Regions from separate parts of the Mus musculus genome. Here region 1 is linked to region 2. A link is a contact called in public HiChIP or PLAC-seq data. All regions are on one chromosome and are shown on one strand. Each heading gives the region's core, a stretch centred on a gene start, on an enhancer-like site or on the middle of the called end of the contact. The rest is flanking DNA. Distances are from core to core; before and after follow the strand shown.

Evidence for each region. HiChIP or PLAC-seq counts read pairs in DNA pulled down with a chosen protein or histone mark.
Region 1: a contact with region 2 is called in an H3K27ac HiChIP or PLAC-seq map of heart atrium, with 10 read pairs. The contact joins the enhancer-like site here to the promoter of Col3a1 in region 2. A contact is called at or near these places in 2 of 39 promoter capture datasets (both in the 3T3-L1 cell line), 4 of 484 Hi-C or Micro-C datasets (the C2C12 cell line, embryonic fibroblasts, macrophages and 1 more), 2 of 115 datasets of contacts at active chromatin or transcription factors (embryonic stem cells and heart atrium) and 1 of 9 other capture datasets (adipose tissue).

What each region holds. Positions count from the first base shown.
Region 1 is chr1:45,354,343-45,358,891 of GRCm38.p6, reverse strand. No RefSeq gene overlaps it. Among named protein-coding and RNA genes, the nearest start is that of Col3a1, 45 kb to the right of the region's middle. Within about 2 kb of position 2,766, at least 53 of the 459 cell types and tissues checked have an H3K27ac peak or open chromatin away from gene starts, as enhancers often do. A contact at or near this core is called in the C2C12 cell line, adipose tissue, embryonic fibroblasts and 2 more, where this site is marked.
Region 2 is chr1:45,309,942-45,314,448 of GRCm38.p6, reverse strand. It overlaps Col3a1 (collagen, type III, alpha 1), which reads right to left and starts at 2,911. Exons shown (of 51, transcript NM_009930.2): 1 at 2,617-2,911. The coding sequence starts at 2,701.

The DNA of each region.
Region 1 (4,549 bases), core at 1,517-4,016, 45 kb before region 2:
TATGGAACACTCACAAAAAGGGACCTATCATTATTGCCTGCTGAAAGACCCAACAAACAGCTGAAAGAGTCAGATGCACATATTTGCACCCAACCAATGGACAGAAGCTCCTGACCCTGTGATTGAATTAGCAAAAAGCTGGAAGAAGCTGAGGAGGAGGGTGACCCTGCAGGAGGACCAGCAGTCTCAATTAACCTGTACCCTGGAGATCTCTCAAATACTGGAACACCAACCAGGTAACATAAACCAACTGATATGAGTTCTCCAACACATAAACAGCAGAAGACTGCCAGGTCTGTGTTTAGTCAGAGAAGATGCACCTAACCCTTAAGAGACTAGATGTCCAAGGGAGTTTAAAGGTCTGGTGGGGTGGGGGGTGGGAGTGGGACATCCTCATGGAGACAGGGGGCAGAGAGGAGGTATGGAATGTGGAACAGTCATAGGTGGGGACACAGAACTAAACAGAAAATTCTCAACTGAGGAATTTTGAATGGCCGAGAAGCACAAAAAGAAATGTTCAACATCCTTAGTCATCAGGGAAATATAAATCAAAACAAACCTGAAATTTAGCCTCCCCCAGCTTTGAGTAAGCTGGCTTTGACCTTGCTGCCAGTGAGTATGAGACCACCTGGGGTGGAGTCTTTCCATTTAGATGGCTCTATTGTTCTGTTAACTGCTGCTGCTCTTCTCCAAGACACTGCTACCTGCTGAGAGGCCCTTGAGATATTCCAGAGACAGCATCCAGCAGATCTCCTACATGCTGGCAACAGGCATCAAGAATGGATTGGTGGGGGATGGGCCTCCACCCCTTTATAAGCACAGACTCTTAGTAAACTTGGGGGCCTTGAAACATGTCTTGGCCTCCATAATTTCTCTCGCTGTTTCCTTCCATACAGCTCCGGCACCCCACTCAGGAACCCAGTTAGTGTGGCCGCAGGCAGCTTACACTGAGATTCCACATTATACCAGTCAGAATGCCTAAGATCAAAAACTCAGGTAACAGATCAGGATATGGTGAAAGAGGAACACTTCTTCATTGCTGGTGAGATTGCAAGCTGGTACAAGCACTCAGTTTGGACATTCCTCAGAAAAGTGGAAATAGTTCTTCCTAAGGACCCAGATATACCACTCCTGGGCATATACCCAGAAGATGCTTCAACATATAACAAGGACACCTGCTTCACTATGCTCATAGTACTCACTAATAAGTGAGGGAGCAGTTCAGGTATGTGAGGAAATATAGGAGTAGTACAGAAGGTCAGGAATTTCAAAGTAGGTGTGTAGCAGTGGGGAAACTCTGGTTAGCCACTAGAAAGTCTCAGATGCCAGGGACCCAAGAGGTTCCCAGGACCCAACAGGAAGACATTAGCTGAAATACCCAACAAAGTGGAGAGAGAACCTGTAGAGACCATATCTAATGGGTAGGCACAGCTCCCAGTTGAGGAATGGGCCACCTACCTACCTCAAAAATATTAATATGAATTCCTCCTGTCAAAAGGAAATCCAGGGAGTGAAGTAGAACCTAAAGGAAAGGCCATCCAGAGACTGCCCCACCTAGGGATCCATCCCATCTGCTGGCACCAAACCCAGACACTACTGCTGATGCCAATAAGTGCTTACTGACAGGAGACTGGTATAGCTGTCCCCGAGAGGCTCTGCCAGAGACTGACTAACACAGATGTGGATGTATGCAGTCAAACATATATGTATGCAGTGCAGAACCCCAATGGAGAAGTTAGGGCAAGGACTGTAGGAGCTGAAGTGGTTTGTGACCCTATAGGAAGATCAACAATATCAACCAACCAGTTCCTGCAAAGCTCCCAGGGACTAAACTACCAACCAAAGAGTACACATGGGAGGATCTATGGCTCCAGCTAGATATGTACCAGAGGATTGCCTTAGCAGGCATCACTGGGAGGGGAGCCCCTTGGTTCTTTGGAGGCTCCACTACCCAGGGTAGGGGAATGATAGGACGCTGAGGCAGGAGTGGGTGGGTGAGGGGAGTGGGAAGCACCCTCATAGAGGCAGGGAGGAGGGGGAAGAGGATGGGAGCTTGTGGAGGGGAAAGTGGGAAGGGGGTAACATTTGAAATGTGAACAAAATAACCAATAAACGTTAAAAAATTAAATGGAGACTCAAGTAGAGGAAGACAGGACTGTGGGTGGTAATGTGAACAATTTTCTCACTTATAAAGAAAGGCAGTTGGAGATTCAGAATGACTACAATTGTTAGTTTAATGTGGAAAAAAAATGTAACGTGAATTGGAAACATCTGTATTCAGAATTGAAGCTCTAAGGGTCAAGAGAATCCAGAGGTCCAGAGCACTGTGAGTCCTCTTACAGGTTTCTTTGTGTGATGTTGACCCTGGAAGGCTCTGAAGAACAGCTATGGTCTTGACTTCAGAGAGACTTTTCTGGCTCTAGTGAAAGCAAATTCAAGAGAAAATTTGAAAACCAGACTCATTTGTTTTATCATAACAGCAATGGTATCTGCCTCCTGTTTCATTTCCTTTTTGTCCCTATAGCCTCTGTCAGTTTTCAAAATTAAATCTTCCTATTTTTAAGTTAAACTCTGAAGTCTCAACCCAGCTTTGCCCACATTATCCTTTCATAAGTATCTTGCCCCATAACTGTATGTTCTGTTCTCTGAGGTCATTGTTTTTGAGACAGCTGATTTCATCGGCCATCTGTACAAGGATACTTTCCACATGTTCTTAGCTACCCCTTGACCTACTATTCTCCAATTAGTCACACATTTCATCATGTTCAGCCACCCTTCCAAATGAATCACTTTCGTGTCTAAGTGCCACGTAGGAGGCTGTGAGAAAGCCTAGAGTGGAGCAACTTTGCACTTAATGTTTCTTTTAAGGAGACCTCGCCCACATGGCTGTTGAAGACATGACTTCAGTTGACTATTCTCTTGTTCATCCTATTTCACAGCATATGTCTCTATGCTTTTTGACTCTTTCTCAGAATAAGTCCTTGAAGAAATGTGCTGCATTCCTTGCTCTGAGGGTTGTGACATCTTTTCCTGTAAATTGTCCTTTGTCTTTCTTCCATCATAAATATTGCTGTTTTTATGCTTTGTTCCCTTTGAAACTCATTCTGAATCCCCAGTGTGTGATATTAAAAGATGAGCTTAGGTCAAATCGCCTTCCAAGTCAGTGGTTCTCAACCTTTCTAATGTCAATGACACTTTAACACAGCTCTTCATGTTGTGGTGTCCCCCAACCATAAAATAATTTCGTTGCAACTTTATAACTATAATTTTGCTATGAATTATGCCAAGAACCAAATTTACATGCTAAGCTAAATCATTTAGAACACAGAGCCTCTTCTACTCATAAAGATCACATCTTATTATGGGGCCTAAAAAAGCCTTTAAAGCCACATTCTGGTCCAGAGGTCCACCTGGATCAAGTTTTTTTTAAGTCTCTAGTCTTATTTAGCTCACTGGACTGTAAAACATTGTTGCATCTGGCATGACCTATCTCCTCAATAATCTATGTCTTTCCTCTATTGTATCCCAGGTTCTGATATTCATAAAGATCTCAGATGACAAGCAAGTGTCCCTGCTGGCTTCTATGAGTCCATTCATCAGAGACTGACTTCCCTAGTTTCATCTCAGGTTATGCAGCCTTTGCTTCAAAGAGGAATGTGAAGTCATAGCACACACTTAAAGAGCAAGCAGACTGATCCTATCTCCCTCCACGAGTCACAGTCCCATGAGCCAGGCTGTGAGGACTTGTGTTATTCCTTGTTTAAAAGTCAAGCACTATGCATGCTGATTCGTTTGTAATTATCAGATATTTCTTATGCTGGGGGCATAGGTTAGGTTTCTGTGTGTCTTTTCAACTATGATTTCCATTTCTTTTGTATTAAAGTGCAGAACTTAGTGGAGTCTTAAAGGCTGTCTACATTCCTCTCTTCCCACTATTGGCCTAGGTTTCAAGGTTTTAAATTAGAGGAAGCACATATCTCATAGGTCTTCTTTTTCCTTGCCAACTATGAGGAACAACAAGCAAACATCTCCATTTCATCCCGCTATCCTTTTATTTTTTCCTGTCAAATCAGACATGGATGCAGGTCTCTTTTCCATTGTAATTCCTCCCCTTTGTGGAAAGTTCTTACGGTATAGACAGCTGAGCCTCAGTTTTTGGTCTTATTATCCATAACTCAGGCGACTCAGCAGCCTTCATGGTCTGCATACAGTCAAATATACATGTACTTCTCAGGAACTATTTTCATTGTACTCAATATAAGTCATTTGAGGTGCATTCTTATATTTGTTTGACAGATTTATTCATCAAGGAAAAAATGCCACCCAATACCATGTAAAAAAATAAAATTAAATAAAAGAAAAACAGGTTTTAGAGTTCCCCTGAAGACATTTTACTTTCCAAAGGATAATCCTTGTATTTGTGTCTCACTAACCATCATATGGAGCATACAACTGCCAATATAACAACAAAATTACAATCTCCCATCATACACTTACTATCTTCAGGTAGAGGAATCTCAGTTGCCCATGATGTTATCCATGCAATGGC
Region 2 (4,507 bases), core at 1,662-4,161:
TTTGACATTCATTTCCAAAAGTCTCACAATATATTACCAGTTTGTTTGTGTATTCTTATGTCTGGTAACATTTCATTATCTAATTATTTTACTTATAAAAGGAATGTTTAGTTTTTAAAACTCTCTCTCTCTCTCTCTCTGTCTCCCCCCCCCCCACGGACACGCGTGCGCGCACGCACGCACACACACACACACACACACACACACACACACACACACACACACACACACACACACACATATGAGGATCCTGTGGTGCAAGAGTCATGTTGGCGATGGTTATGGAAATGGTGTCTTTGTTAGCCACTAGGTGGCATGGTTTAGCACTTAAAAATCCAGCATGCTTAAAAACCACAGGAAATATAAAACAGACCACGTTTTTTCCGTAGCTGAAATAAAAGGCATGAATAAAGTAAGACTTGCACAGATTTGTAAAGAGACAAGAATTCTTTGTGGAGACATGTTTCATATTCCAGAAAACTCCCAGAAGTTAGTGTCTAGCAATTCTGTACGACTTCTAGGATTTCTGGAGAACATAGGAGATAACCCCTTTAGAGTTCTCTGAGTGTTCCCAGTGTGCTGAATGTCTGCTACTTACTGAAATCTCCTCAAAGTTAATCATTCAGTAGGATTTTCACTAAAAACCTGCAAGGAATGTGAAATATATGATCTTAAATCCTTTTTATCCTTCTTGGAGTTTTAAAGACCATAGCCCAAAGGTGGAAGCAAATGAGCTTAGGATGATGTTAAGATGGTGAGAACCAAACATGTTTCTCTTCTTACTGGAGTTAGATTGGGAAGAAACACACCCACTGTTCCTATAGTATTTCTCATATTACTTTAACTGTTAAGAAACTATAGATACTATGTTGATATTTTAATTAATGTCCCAAAGACATAGGTTTCTTCCTTCCTTCCTTTCTTCCTTCCTTCCTTCCTTTCTTTCTTCCTTCCTTCCTTCCTTCCTTCCTTCCTTCCTTCCTTCCTTTCTGTCTGTCTGTCTGTCTTTCTTTCTGTCTGTCTTTCTTTCTTTAAAAAAAATTAAGATTCTATGATTCTTCATCTAGATTTCAGAATAAAAGTTTGGGCTGCTAAGGAATTAACATTTCTTTGGATCATGTCTCCTATTAATAGGGAAGGCTTGGGGTTGTTTCATCTTCCAGGAGGGCAGGATGTGAAGAGAAAGTGAAAAAAGAAAGCTAAAAAGGAATTGACTATCCAAAGAAAAGAAAATGTAAGATGAGCTGGGGAGGAGAGAGGATGAAAATAAAGATGGGAAGCAGAGAGTGAGTCACTGAGAACAGGGAGGGGTGAGGACTGGGGTGGGGGGAGGGAGGTGGATAAGCCTAGGATGGGGGAGGGGTGATGAGTGAGGAAGGAAAATTGGGAGGGGAGTTCCTAAGGAGCCAAAAGGGGTGGAGAGATAAGGAGGGGGGAAAGATGGAGGGGGATGGAAGGGTGGGTTAAGGGGAACAGAATTAAGAAACAAGCAATCTGGGAGCTCCTTCTCTGTGTATCTGTGGACTGAACATACAGAAATATAAAGTGTCTCCTTCCCTTACTCTTGCATAGATAACTTCTGAAACTAGTGAAGACACTGCACACAGTGGAAAAACGAATGCTCATGAAGCATTTGCTAAAACTAAAGGTTTAAATACCAACGTGTTTGATTATGTATGAAAAGAACTGCTAGCAACTTCTTTTAGCCACAGATAAGATTTACATCAACACAATTATTTTGAAAAAAGTGTGCACCCCAAATTTTCATGATGACAAGGAACATATGCATTTTTAAAAGTATTTAAGTAAATAATGAGACAGTTGCTTTTAATTTGGGGCACAAGAAAATAAAGATCATTACATTTGGCTACCAAAACTATTTCAAGTCTGCCTTTTTGAGCAAAACTTGTATCTTTACCTTGTTTGGAGGAAAGCAAAAATATTCCTGTTAAATTATGTTATCTTCAGTAATGGAAATCCAGCTAAACAGAACATAAAACAACTTTTGGCAAACTCTGAGCACATTGAATGTGTGCAATCATGGAATGCAATAAAAACAGAAACAATGACACGTTTTTGCAGCCTGGGCTCATTTCTGGAAGGTCCATAGATAGTCCACATTTATAGTTTTACAGAAATACATAAGGGATTCTATTTATTTTCTAGTATCTTCTTAAGGGTTATTCATTTCAGAGACATTTCTAGTGCATTCTTTTGAAAAACATGGCTAAATATCCTATCTTTGTAAAGAGAGCAGTGTACAAAGGAGAACATGAAATTATTACAAGAGACCAATAAATTCCAGATGGCCTGGGAGCATGCCAAGATGTTCACAATGCAGGAGGGGAGTACTTTAAAACATTTTTTAAAAGGTGAACATGAAATCAAGTTAATTTAAGAACAGTTTTTACCTTAAACAACTAGAGAATATTATACATGTACATTAACTTTTAAAAAAATCAAATATAGAAAACAAAATTAAGGTTAACAAAACATTCCACAGTCAGAGGCTAGACAGGAAATTCTTAGGAGGCTGATTTTCCCACTATCTTACCCTTTGTAAGAAGTTAAGGCAAAATTAACCCAGAAAGCCTGTTCAAATCGGTACCTACTTACCTACGTTGGACTGCTGTGCCAAAATAAGAGTGGGATGAAGAAGGGTGAGAAGAAACCAGGTTCCACTTTGCACAAAGCTCATCATGTCTAAATATCAGACATGAGACTCTTTGTGCAAAAGAGGAGAGAGGAAGAAGCAGCTCAGAGTAGCACCATCAGTTGTCCCTGCCCTTCAGCACCGGGCCCGTCATAAAACTCAGCCGCTCGCTTCCCTCTGCTCTGGCCTTAAATAGGAAAAAGTTTGGCTTCCCTCACTTTCCAGCCCCTTTCTGAAATATGAGAGCAGAACCCATCCCCTCAGCAGTAAAAGCAATGATTAATATATTTTTCCCTGTGTGTAGAGGACACAACCCACAGACACAGAAACAGCACATCTGGAGCATGTGTACATCAGCCTATGCATATGTTTATAACATGCATTAGTCTTAAATACATATTTGCATGACAGAAACACATAGGAATGTGCTTTGTGATAGCCTACAACAATTGTTTGTGTGTTTTTAAATTTCCCTCTGAAACAGTAAAAACTGTCTGAATTTGAAAAAGTGTTTTGACTCCCATTCTCCGGCATGGTCATTTTGTAAATTTTATCTTTCTAGAAGACTCTGATACTTTGAGTTTTGCCAGAGTCCATCCTGACTCAATTTTAACAGGAAACTGTAAGAGACTATAAAGGAAAATCCTCTGAAGGCCCTGAACTCACCACCCACTCTGCATTCCAAATGTTAGACTGGAGGCAATTGTCACAAAACTGTCTTTGAGCTATGTTTGAAGAGATATTGAGACTCTTATCTGTTACTGTTCCCCTTGCTCTATTTCTCACGAATTTCTTTAGCAACCCTGACTGCTTCCTTGTAAAATTTCCAGTTTATGTGTTACTAAAGAAATCAGAACAGGCATTACTAAAGAGAAAAAAAAGCAATCAAACTTTTCAAGTCTTGTCCTTGTAAGAAACTACAAAAGAGAAAGTTCAAAGTGTGGAATAGAATTTCTAATTTCTAATGTAATAATTACTACAAATATGTCTACATCAGTATTTTCTATGTTTCTGTTCCAAGACCTCATCTGAAGAGTTTTCTATGTATTTCTAGATCTAGTTGAGGAATAAATACCACTATATCTCTGATTAAATCTCTGTAGAAAAAATGTACTTGTTACCCTTATTATGATGACCAACTTATATCTTGATACCCTATCCTTCACTTCCTTATTCCTTCATTTATCTTTAAAAATCAATCGTGGGCATTTTGATCCTAATCATGGCCATGTGCATTTATTTCTTTAGTCTTAACCTCATAGAAATATTCCCTTTTTGTGCATGCACACTTAAAAATTTACCCCATTATATCAATTCATGTTATTTCTTAATGATCCAGCTCAAAACTTCCCTCTTTAGGAAAACCATCTCATTTAGAATTATTTTTTATATATAATTTTCTCTTTCCTAATATATAATACTATTTTTAAAAATCTGTTTTTATAGACATCAATGCTATAAGCATGGATAATGCTATGTCTTCCTCCATGTGTCCCTGCTCACAGAGAGCCCACACTGAGATGTTCAAGGAAGAAAAGTGATGTCTTTTGGCGACAAGAAGCAATAAAATAGGACAAAAATCCACCCCCTGTGCATCTTCTGATTTCAGATTGGAGAAGAGCTGCCAGAAGAGGCAGGGAATAGAACTTCTGAGATTGGCTGGGCTCGGGTTAAAGTGAAGAAATTGAGGACCGACATGTATGTGTCTTTCTATTAATAGTCTTCATCCTTTACCTCAAAGTTTTTGTCTGTTCAAACCATGTTAGAAACATAAGTTTTTCATATATTTGCAGTATACAAAAACCAGTGCTAATACATATAAGTACATCTCTCTTTACTCTAAATGGAAAATGC